Regions from separate parts of the Sus scrofa genome. Here region 2 is linked to region 1. The links are chromatin contacts, called in public promoter capture Hi-C maps. All regions are on one chromosome and are shown on one strand. The core of a region is the stretch at or near the end of the contact, and the rest is flanking DNA. Distances in the headings are between cores, read along the strand shown. Region 1 holds the start of MAFK (transcription factor MafK). Region 2 holds the start of SNX8 (sorting nexin-8).

The links. Promoter capture Hi-C pulls out the DNA fragments that hold promoters and counts their contacts.
Region 2: a contact with region 1 is called in a promoter capture Hi-C map of liver, with 6 times the contacts expected there. The contact joins the promoter of SNX8 here to the promoter of MAFK in region 1. A contact is called at or near these places in 1 of 5 promoter capture datasets (liver) and 1 of 2 datasets of contacts at active chromatin or transcription factors (skeletal muscle).

Annotation. Positions count from the first base shown.
Region 1 is chr3:1,020,725-1,025,155 of Sscrofa11.1, reverse strand. MAFK (transcription factor MafK) reads right to left here and starts at 1,790. Exons shown (of 3, transcript XM_003124249.6): 1 at 1,583-1,790.
Region 2 is chr3:1,616,413-1,620,843 of Sscrofa11.1, reverse strand. SNX8 (sorting nexin-8) reads left to right here and starts at 1,853. Exons shown (of 11, transcript XM_021085985.1): 1 at 1,853-1,994. The coding sequence starts at 1,901.

The DNA.
Region 1 (4,431 bases), core at 541-3,040:
GAATGAGAGGTCCAGCTTTAAGTCAGAAAAGCAGACACCCTCTCCCGGGCTCAGGTGCCAGCACTGCTACTGGACCCCAGGAGGACCATCCTCTGAAAAGGGTCAACAAGCCACAACAGCCACAGGCTGCAGGTGCCCCCCCACCCACCCACACAGCCCACCTTCCGTTTCCAAACCCTCCCGGCTCCGTAGACCAAGGCTTTTTAAAAAAGCCATCCCCCTGAAGACAGGAGGCTTGGAGCCTCGGCTCCAGACACGGCACACATCAAGACACCTGTGTGGCAACTGCTCTGCCGGCAAAACTTCACCAATGCCAGTGGGGGGAGGGAGTGGGCAGCCCCGCAGCCAAGCCTCCAGGCAGGGGCACCCACTGATCACCCAGAGACCCGGAAGCTCCCTGAGGCCAGGCACCTGGCAAGGGCTGGCTGAGTATTGGTCAACTGCTGAATGAACTCTTAAGTGGAAGATCCATTTTTGCCTTGGCTACAAAAGAGCTGTGCGTTAAGGTAAACAGGCAGTAATCATTAACGCGAGACAGAGCAGGGAACTTCCTGCAACCCCCAACACAGCAGGGCTCCCGGACTGTGGGCAGAATGTGGGCAAGCGCGCTTTGGGGAAGACTGCACAACACGTGGCGGCGAGGGAGCCTACTACTACGGAGACCGGAGACGGAGGGCACAGCGATTTGCTTTTCTAAGGCAGACCCGGGGCCGGAGCGAAACATTTCCCCTCCCGCCCGGTCCTGGAGAAGGCGTGGAAGCAGGCGGACCGACACTTCATCTGTTTCCTGAACTCAGCACAGGCAGAGAAAAACCCGCTTTTAGAGTTAGGGGATGGACACCCCCCCCCTTCACAGAAGGGAAAAAAAATGTGACGCGGGGCCATGGGGTTCGGAAGTGACGCGTTCCGGGTCCCCCTCCCCACCCCAAGCTTCCACACCGAGACCTCCCTATGGGAACCCCGGAAAGTGACATGGTGGGCGAGGGGCCTTCTCGCCCTGCCCACCCTCGGGGTGGCGGGGACCGGGGCGCCGGCAGCGCTGGGCCGGGCCAGCGCGCCTCCAGGGCGGGACCGCACGGCCCAGCCGGGCAGCGCCCAGGTGTGCGAGGCCCCATTCGGCCTGGCCGCCACGCGCTCCCCTACACGTGGCCCTCCGCATCGCCCCCGCTTCCCCCGGAGTGCATCTCCCGGGCCTGCGGGCAGAACTGGTGGGGCGGGCCGGGCAGGGGCTCCGGCGCCGCCGGAACGCCCGCGCTCCCCACCCGGCCCTTTCTCGGCCCGCCCCGCCCCTCTCCGCCCCGCGCCCGCCGGCTCCGAACGCGGGCCTGGGGTCGCGGGTCCGGGGCGCGCTCCCCCAGCCCAGAAGGAAGGCCCCCAACCCGCGCGGCGCTCTGGGGCCGGGACACCTGACTGCAGGTGCGCCGGCCGGGCCGGGGCTCCAGGCTTCGGCCCAACTTGGCCGCGGGTCCAAGGTGGCAGTGACTCAGCGGTGGGCGCCCCTCGTCCGGTCCCCTGGCCCCTGGCCCCCGGCCCCCGGCCCCCGGCCCCCGGCCCAGCCCCGCCCGGCCCGGCCGCTGCTCACCTGGCGTCGCGCGGGGGGCGCGGGCGCGCGGCGGCTCCTCGCGGGCACGCGCTCTCCTCGCGCTCGCGCTCACTCTCGCGCTCCCCTTCGGCGGCCGCCGCCTCCGCCGCGCGCTTGGGATCGGACTTCGCTAAGAACAACAAGTTCCCCCGGCCGCCCGCCGCCAGCCCGCCCGCCCGGCTCCCCAGCATCTGACACCGCTTCCGGGATCGGCGTCGGCGCGCGTCACGCCGCCCCTCCCACCGACGGGCCCGCCCAGCCGACGCACGCGCCAGCGCCCCGCCCACCCGAGGCTCCGCCCGCCCGCCGCTCCTCGCGCCAGCGCCCCGCCCCCCGGAGCCCAGTCCGCGACCCACCTGTGCCCGGCAGGCAGGATGGCCCCGTGACCGCAGGTGTCGAGCGCGCCGCTTGGTGGCGGCCCCGACGTGCGCTGCGCCCCGAGGGGCGGCGTTCGTCGCCTTAAGTACAACTGGGCCAGGGGCACCCTCATTTCCGCGAGTTCGCCCTCTCTGGACTGGGGAAGGGCAGGCTCTGGCTGAACCCCGTATTCGTTACCTCTGGCGGTTCCCGCGCATCCTTCAGCCTCACCAGGGCCCTCGGAGACCCTCGCCGTCCCCAGGGGTGGTCACAGCAGGTAGAGCCCACGACCGAGGTCCAGGTGGTTTTATCACCCAAGAGGAGACGGGTTCATGGACACACACCTCCCTGTCTGCCAGGTGAGCCAGCCCCACAAACGAGGAGAGGGTGTCTGGTGTCCCCCCCAACAGACATGCCCATCTGTCTTTTGATTTCCCGTCTTTCCACCAAAAAATGGGTTAAAAGAACAATTTCTATCAGAAAGACAGTGGCAGGGGCCTCAGTGTCCAGGGGCTCCAAGACCCCCTCCCCCCAGCCTGGGAACAGTGCCCCCCTGAGGCCCGCTGACAGCTGCTGCGGGGAAACAGGCGGGCACAGGCAGAACCCGGGTGTTGTCCTGGCCTCAGGTCAAGGCTGCCCCTGGGGAGAAGCACGCTCTCCTGTCACAGATGGAGGACAAAGCCGAGGAGGTGACCTGTCCAGTTACCAGGCCCAGCCCCCCCTCACCCCCACGACTAGGACACTTTCTGGATCCCTTCTCAGAAATAATGAGCTACCTCAGTGAAGCCACATGTCTGAGTTCTGAATAAAGATCGAGGGAAACTCGCCAAGGCTCTGCGAGAGCCGGCCGGCCTCCCACAGCCCGGCTGTGTCTGTGGAGGGGTCCTGGGCACCTGGGGTGTACCCTGGGAGACGAAGCGGAGAACGTGCCAGAGGCTTGCGGGTCATCCGCTTGCAGCAGGCACCACCACGGGGCCCCCTCGAGCCGCTTCGTGCTCCGGCCAGTGTGGGCTTCCCCCCCGGCCCCCCTGCCCTGCCCTGCCCTGCTGGTCGCCCGTGCCTGGTGGGGCATCCAGGTTGGAGCCTCCACGGGAACAGCTGCCAATAAACACAGCAGCAGGGGCAGCCCATCTCTCCAGGATGTTTTCAGAGAACTTGCTGGAATTCGAAAGGTGTTTCCCCTTTCTCTCGGCCCACACCCTCCGTCCTCGGATGCAGAGCTCGGGCCGCCCGCCGCTTTGTGGCCCTCTGGCCAGGCCACCGCTGTAGTCAGGAAAACTGACTTTCAGCGGGGTCCTCACTTCCCTACCTGGCTGCCGCCTCTTCGTATGAACGTCGGTTACGCAGAGCATCCTCTAAATATTCTCGCTGATGCCGCGAAAGCGGGACTGAGAGGCTGGATTAGGTGGAGGTGGGACGGCGGTCCCACTCGCGGGGTGACTCTTCACGTCATTTCACCTCTGAGTCTTAGCTTCCTCAACTTTAAAAGGGGCTTGATGAAATAGTGTCATCACTGCTGCTGAGACAACATGATAGCCGTTTCGCAAAAGGTAACATTGGAGCCACAGTTCAGCCCTGTGGCACACCAGTATACGTTTCTAATGGATCAAAGATTTAATTTTCTTTCTGTCTTTTTAAGGCTGCGCCCTCGGCACATGGAGGTTCCCAGGCTAGAGGTCGAATTGGAGTTACAGCTGCCAGCGACGCTGCGGCCACAGCAGTGCTGGCTCTGAGCCGCGTCTGTGATCTGCACCGCGGCTCACCGCAGCGCTGGACCCCTGACCCAGGGATCGAGGCCAGGGATCGAACCCACATCCTTATGGATTCTAGCAGGATGTGTCTCTGCTGCGCCACGACGGAAACGGCAAAGATTTAACGTTTTTAAAGAGAAACCATGAAGTGAGGAAAAGGGTCTGGAAGTGGGTGGCGGTCGCTGCACAAGAACCTGAATGGATTTCAACCCCCGAACGGAACACTCAGTAAGATGAAGACGGTGAGTTTCACGTTCTGTGCATGTAACCTCCAGAGTAACAAAGATGAGGAGGTCCCGTCCTGGTGCAGTGGAAATGAATCCGACTAGGAACCATGAGGTTCTGGGTTCGATCCTGGCCTCGCTCAGCGGGTTAAGGATCTGGCCTTGCTGTGAGCAGTGGTGTAGGTCACAGATGCAGCTCAGATCTGATGTGGCTGTGGCTGTGGAGTAGGCTGGCTGCTGCTTTTCGGATTCGACCCCTAGCCTGGGAACTTCCATATGCTGCGGGTGCAGGCCTAAAAAGACCAAAAAAAGTCATTGCAAAGCCATTTCTCATCTGTCAGAATCCAAAAATCAGGCCACTTGATTGCAAGGCTGATTGCAAGGCTTGGGGAACAGGTCCTTGAGCATGAGTGGTAGGATGGTGGGGGTGCAGGAGAGGCAACTGGCAGCTGCTGCTTCTTCTTTGTGGCTGCACCTGTGGCGCGCAGAAGGTCCTGGGCCAGGATCGAACCTGTGC
Region 2 (4,431 bases), core at 604-3,103, 600 kb before region 1:
GCTTAGAGCAGTGGTCTTCCACCTGGGCTGTACCTTGGAGTCCTCCAGGGAGCTTTTTGGGTTTTTTTTTGCTTTTTAAGGCTGCATGTGCGGCATGTGGAGGTTCCCAGGCTGGGGGTTGAATCAGAGCTGCAGCTGCTGGCCTGCACCACAGCCACAGCGACGAAGGATCTGAGCCGAGCCCGTGACCTACACCACAGGTCAAGGCAACGCTGGATTCTTAACCCACTGAACGGGGCCAGGAATCAAACCTGCATCCTCACGAATGAATACTAGTCAGGTTCGTTACCGCTGAGTCACGATGGGAACTCCTAGGGAGCTTTTTTAAAAAACAAACAAACAAATGAAAACCAAATTCAAGTCCAGGTCATTCCCTAGACCATTTAAACCAGAACTTCTGAGGGTGGGTTTCAGGCAGAGCTTGTTTGAATGCCCTCCTGGTGACTAGTGCAGCCCAGATCCAGGATCACTGAATGAAGGTGGTGTGACCACATGTCAGGGGGGTAAAGTAAAATGATACATTTAATATGCCGTTTTTCTCCAGTAATGTCTAATTTTATGCTTGTTTAATGCTTCAGTTTTCAAGGCGCAGTGAGTGTTTAGATATTTAACAAAGATCTTATAATCTGGGGGGGGGGTCAGAGATACGTAGCAAAGAATACCTGGAAATTAGGAGGGAGAAGAGGGGGAGGGAGAAGCGGGGAGAGACCAGGCCTTGGAGGGGAGAAATTGCTGAGGACATCATTTGATGCAAAAACAGCTTAAAGGAAGCCGATCTGGCGGAAGGAAAAGCATGGGATGGGGGAGGTGTCAGGCTCAGCCGTGTCCCTCTGTGGCTTCGGAAAGCAGCTATGTGCCCATCTGCGGAAGGGGATGGCACTTCCTCAGTTATGCTGGGAGCCAGCTTGTTGTTGGTACCAACTCCCAAAGATGTCCAGTAGCTATAGCAAGGAGAACGAACCCCCTGGGGAGACTGGGGTCCTTCCTAGGACCCTCCCAGGGGCTCTGGGCTCTTGGTTACTGTTCCCGGCTCCCCCCCTGAGCACTGAGAGGCATCCCAGTATTAGGGGATCCATCCAGGGTCCTTACTTGGTAAACAAGACGCTCCCTGATGGGGCCCTACCCACCGCTCCAGCTTCCTCTTCTGCCCCCACGCTTTCAGCTCCAGGAACACCACAGCGTGTGCCGCCGTGTGATGTCTCAGGGCCTTCGTGGATGCGGGGACCCACTCCCTCCTCCTGCTGAATTCCTCATTCCTCCAGCCTCGGGTCGGGCTCTAGTCATCCTGAGAGCCTTTACCCCGGCAGTGCCGCGGGAACCCTTTGGTGCGGCGCTCCTGCAGCCTTGTTTTGGTTTTGGCAGTCGGGACATTTGCTCCACTCTGGTGGCCCGTCTGTCCTCCAGATGGGGAAGTACCTAATGCAGCTTTGTATCCTCAGCACCCAGCACAGGGGCTGCCTGGCCTCCAGGCGGCAGTCGGGAGACTTGAGTAAGCGAGCGAGTGGGTGGAGGGGTAAATGAGCCAACGACTGAATGACAGGGTGGGTAAGTGAGCAAATGAATGAGCAGGCTCCTGAGTGGGCAGACGAACGAGGACGTGAGTAAGCGGATGAGCGGGGAGCGGGTGAATGAACGAGTGGATGGGTGCCTGAGAGAGGGCAGGTGGGGGCTGATGAGTGGGCGAGGGCGCCGGCAGAGAACGCGCGGGGAGCCGCGGCGGACGCGGGGCTGCGAGCGCGGGCCTGGACCGCGCCACCTGCCCTCCCCTCTGCAGCGTGGCTGGGGCGGGGCGAGACGGGGCGGGGCCAGGGCGGGGATGGGCGTGGCGGCCCGGAGTGGGCGTGGCGAGGCCGGGCAGCGGCCGGGCAGGCGTGGAGGAAGTCACGTGGCGCGCGCTCACATGACTGGCGGCGCGATGGACCCGCTGCCCGCGGCGCCAGTCGCTGCAGCACCTGAGGCGGAGGCGGACGAAGAGGCGGACCCGCCGGTAGCAGGTACGGCGGGCGCCCAGCAGGCCGGGCGCGGCTTGGGCCCGAGACCCCTCGGCCTTCGGTTTTCTTTCTGCCCCCCGACGCCGCGCGCCCCGCCGGGTCCCCCTCCCACTCCCGCGTCCACGCCCAGGAGGGCGCGTGGCTCCGCGGCCCAGCGCGCGCGTTTGCACCTCGCCGCGCGCTTCTGCCCGCGTCTCCCCGGGGCTGCCCCGGTCCCTGGGGGCCCCGAGGCCAGGCCTCCGCGCGCTTCCTGCGTGCCGGCCTGCCCACCGCGTGGGGCGCCGTCCCTGGACCTGTCCGGCCTTGGCAAGTACTCTGGTCGCCCGGGACTTGGGCGTTTTCACCCGTCAGCCCGCTGTATTTCTCCCTAAGTGCTTTTTCTGATGGATCAGCGTGAACACGAAGAAGCATGCGTGAGGCTTGGCTTTTCTAGGATCTTCCTGTGTAAATGGTCCCCCCTCACCTCTCTAACTGGAGAGTAGATGTAGGTGGGTGTTGGTCTGAGTTACTGCTGCTGCTTGGTGGTGGTGGTGGGCACAAGGTCGGCGACTCTGCCTGGAGAGTCTGGAAAGGTGTCCTTGCGGTGGCTGTGCTTCCGATGCGTTCTGGAGGGCTCTGAGAGTTGATTCATTAGGGAGAAGAGGAGGCAGGAGTGGAGTGAAGCCGCTGCGGGTAGGGGCGAGGGGGTGGGCAGTGCATTGCGTTGGCCTAATTGACGGGAAAGACCCTGGGTGAGTCTGCATGTAAACAGCCCCCCCCTCCGCCATTGGTCTGTAGTTGTATTTCCTTTGACTGGAAGCTGCGTAAGGGAAGCATGTGATGGCTGTTGCTCCTGGTTAGAACATTGTGTTCCTGAGGGCACAGGTTGGCCCAGCGTTCACCCACCCATACCAGGGCCCCTGACTGGACTCCTTGGCGGGGTCACACTTGGACCTGCGGGGCAGTGTGTGGGTAGGAATGCTTTTTCCTCTGAGGACTGTAAAACAATTTAGAGTTGCTGGATGTGGTGGCGGCTCAGGTCTCTTTGCAGGAACGGGGCTGGCTGGCACTGAATGATTTCTGCCTGCTGGCCTTCCCTGGGGCTGTGGTGGTGGTATTCGGTGTTCTGCTACCATCAGGGTAGCGCTTCTCAGTTTACTGAGTGCTTTCCTATAGCTGACTGCGTCTCAAAGTGTGGTTCATGGACCTTCGAGATGTACGTAGCCTCTCGTTTTGTTCTGTTCATATCCTTATGGTCATCCTGTGAGGCAGGTGAAATGGTAGACCAAAACTCAGATTTTCTTTTTTCGCTTTTTACATTGGGAAAACTAAACCCAGAGGCAAGTGACTTGCCCAGAGTGGGCAATGTGGAGTTCCTGTTGTGGCTCAGTGGTCATGAACCCGACTAGAATCCATGAAGATGTGGGTTCCCTCCCTGGCCTTGCTCAGTGGTTAAGGATCTGGTGTTGCCGTGAGCTGTGGTGTAGGCCAGCAGCTGCAGCTCCGATTGGACCCCTAGCCTGGGATCTTACATATGCCACAGGTGCAGCCCTAAAAAGACCAAACAAACAAAAAAACCCAAAGTGGGCAATGCTTAGGGGGTATGATGTCTTATTGGGGATGGTGGTTGGATGGGCTGGAGTCAGAAAATCTAAGCCTTTCAGGAGTTCCCTGTGGTGCAGCAGGTTAAGGATCCAACATTGTCACTGCAGCAGCTCAGGTTGCCTCTGTGACGCAGATTTGATTCCTGGCCTGGCAATGTCCACATGCCGCAGGTGCGGCCAAAAAAAGGAAAAAAAAAAATCTAAGCCTTTGAGAGTGAATTTTATACAAAGATGTTATGTGTATCTCATGGTTTAGCAAAGGTTGATTCTGGCTGTTGAGAAGTTGTGGCTTATGGGTATACAACGAATTTCCTTTTCTCTGCTGTTGTCCAAATACTACCATTAGTATTAATTGTTGGAGTTTCCATCGTGGTGCAGCAGAAACAAATCTGACTAGGAACATGAGGTTTTGGGTTCAATCCCTGGCCTCGCTCTGTGGGTTAAGGATCCGGCGTGGCCGAGAGCTGTGGTGTAGGTTGCAGATGCGGCTTGGATCCCACGTTGCTGTGGCTCTGGCGTACGCTGGTGGCTACAGCTCCGATTCAACCCCTAGCCTGGGAACCTCCATATGCCGCAGGTGCAGCCCTAAGAAGACAAGAAAAAAAAGTATTAATTGTGGGGACTGTGGGGTCTATGTCTTTGTAATACCTTTAGGATTGTCGGGGGCGGGGGAATTGTGTGCACTGTGGTTTGCAGCCTTGTTACATTTTAACATTGCAGTCTTGTTACATTTTAATTCCTTGAAGCTTAAGCTGTGAGTGATAACTCCCTTCCTAAAAATTTAACTCTCAGTTATGGGGAACATGGACAAACACATTCTCTTCAGAACATACAGAACCTTCTGAAGTCTCCACCCG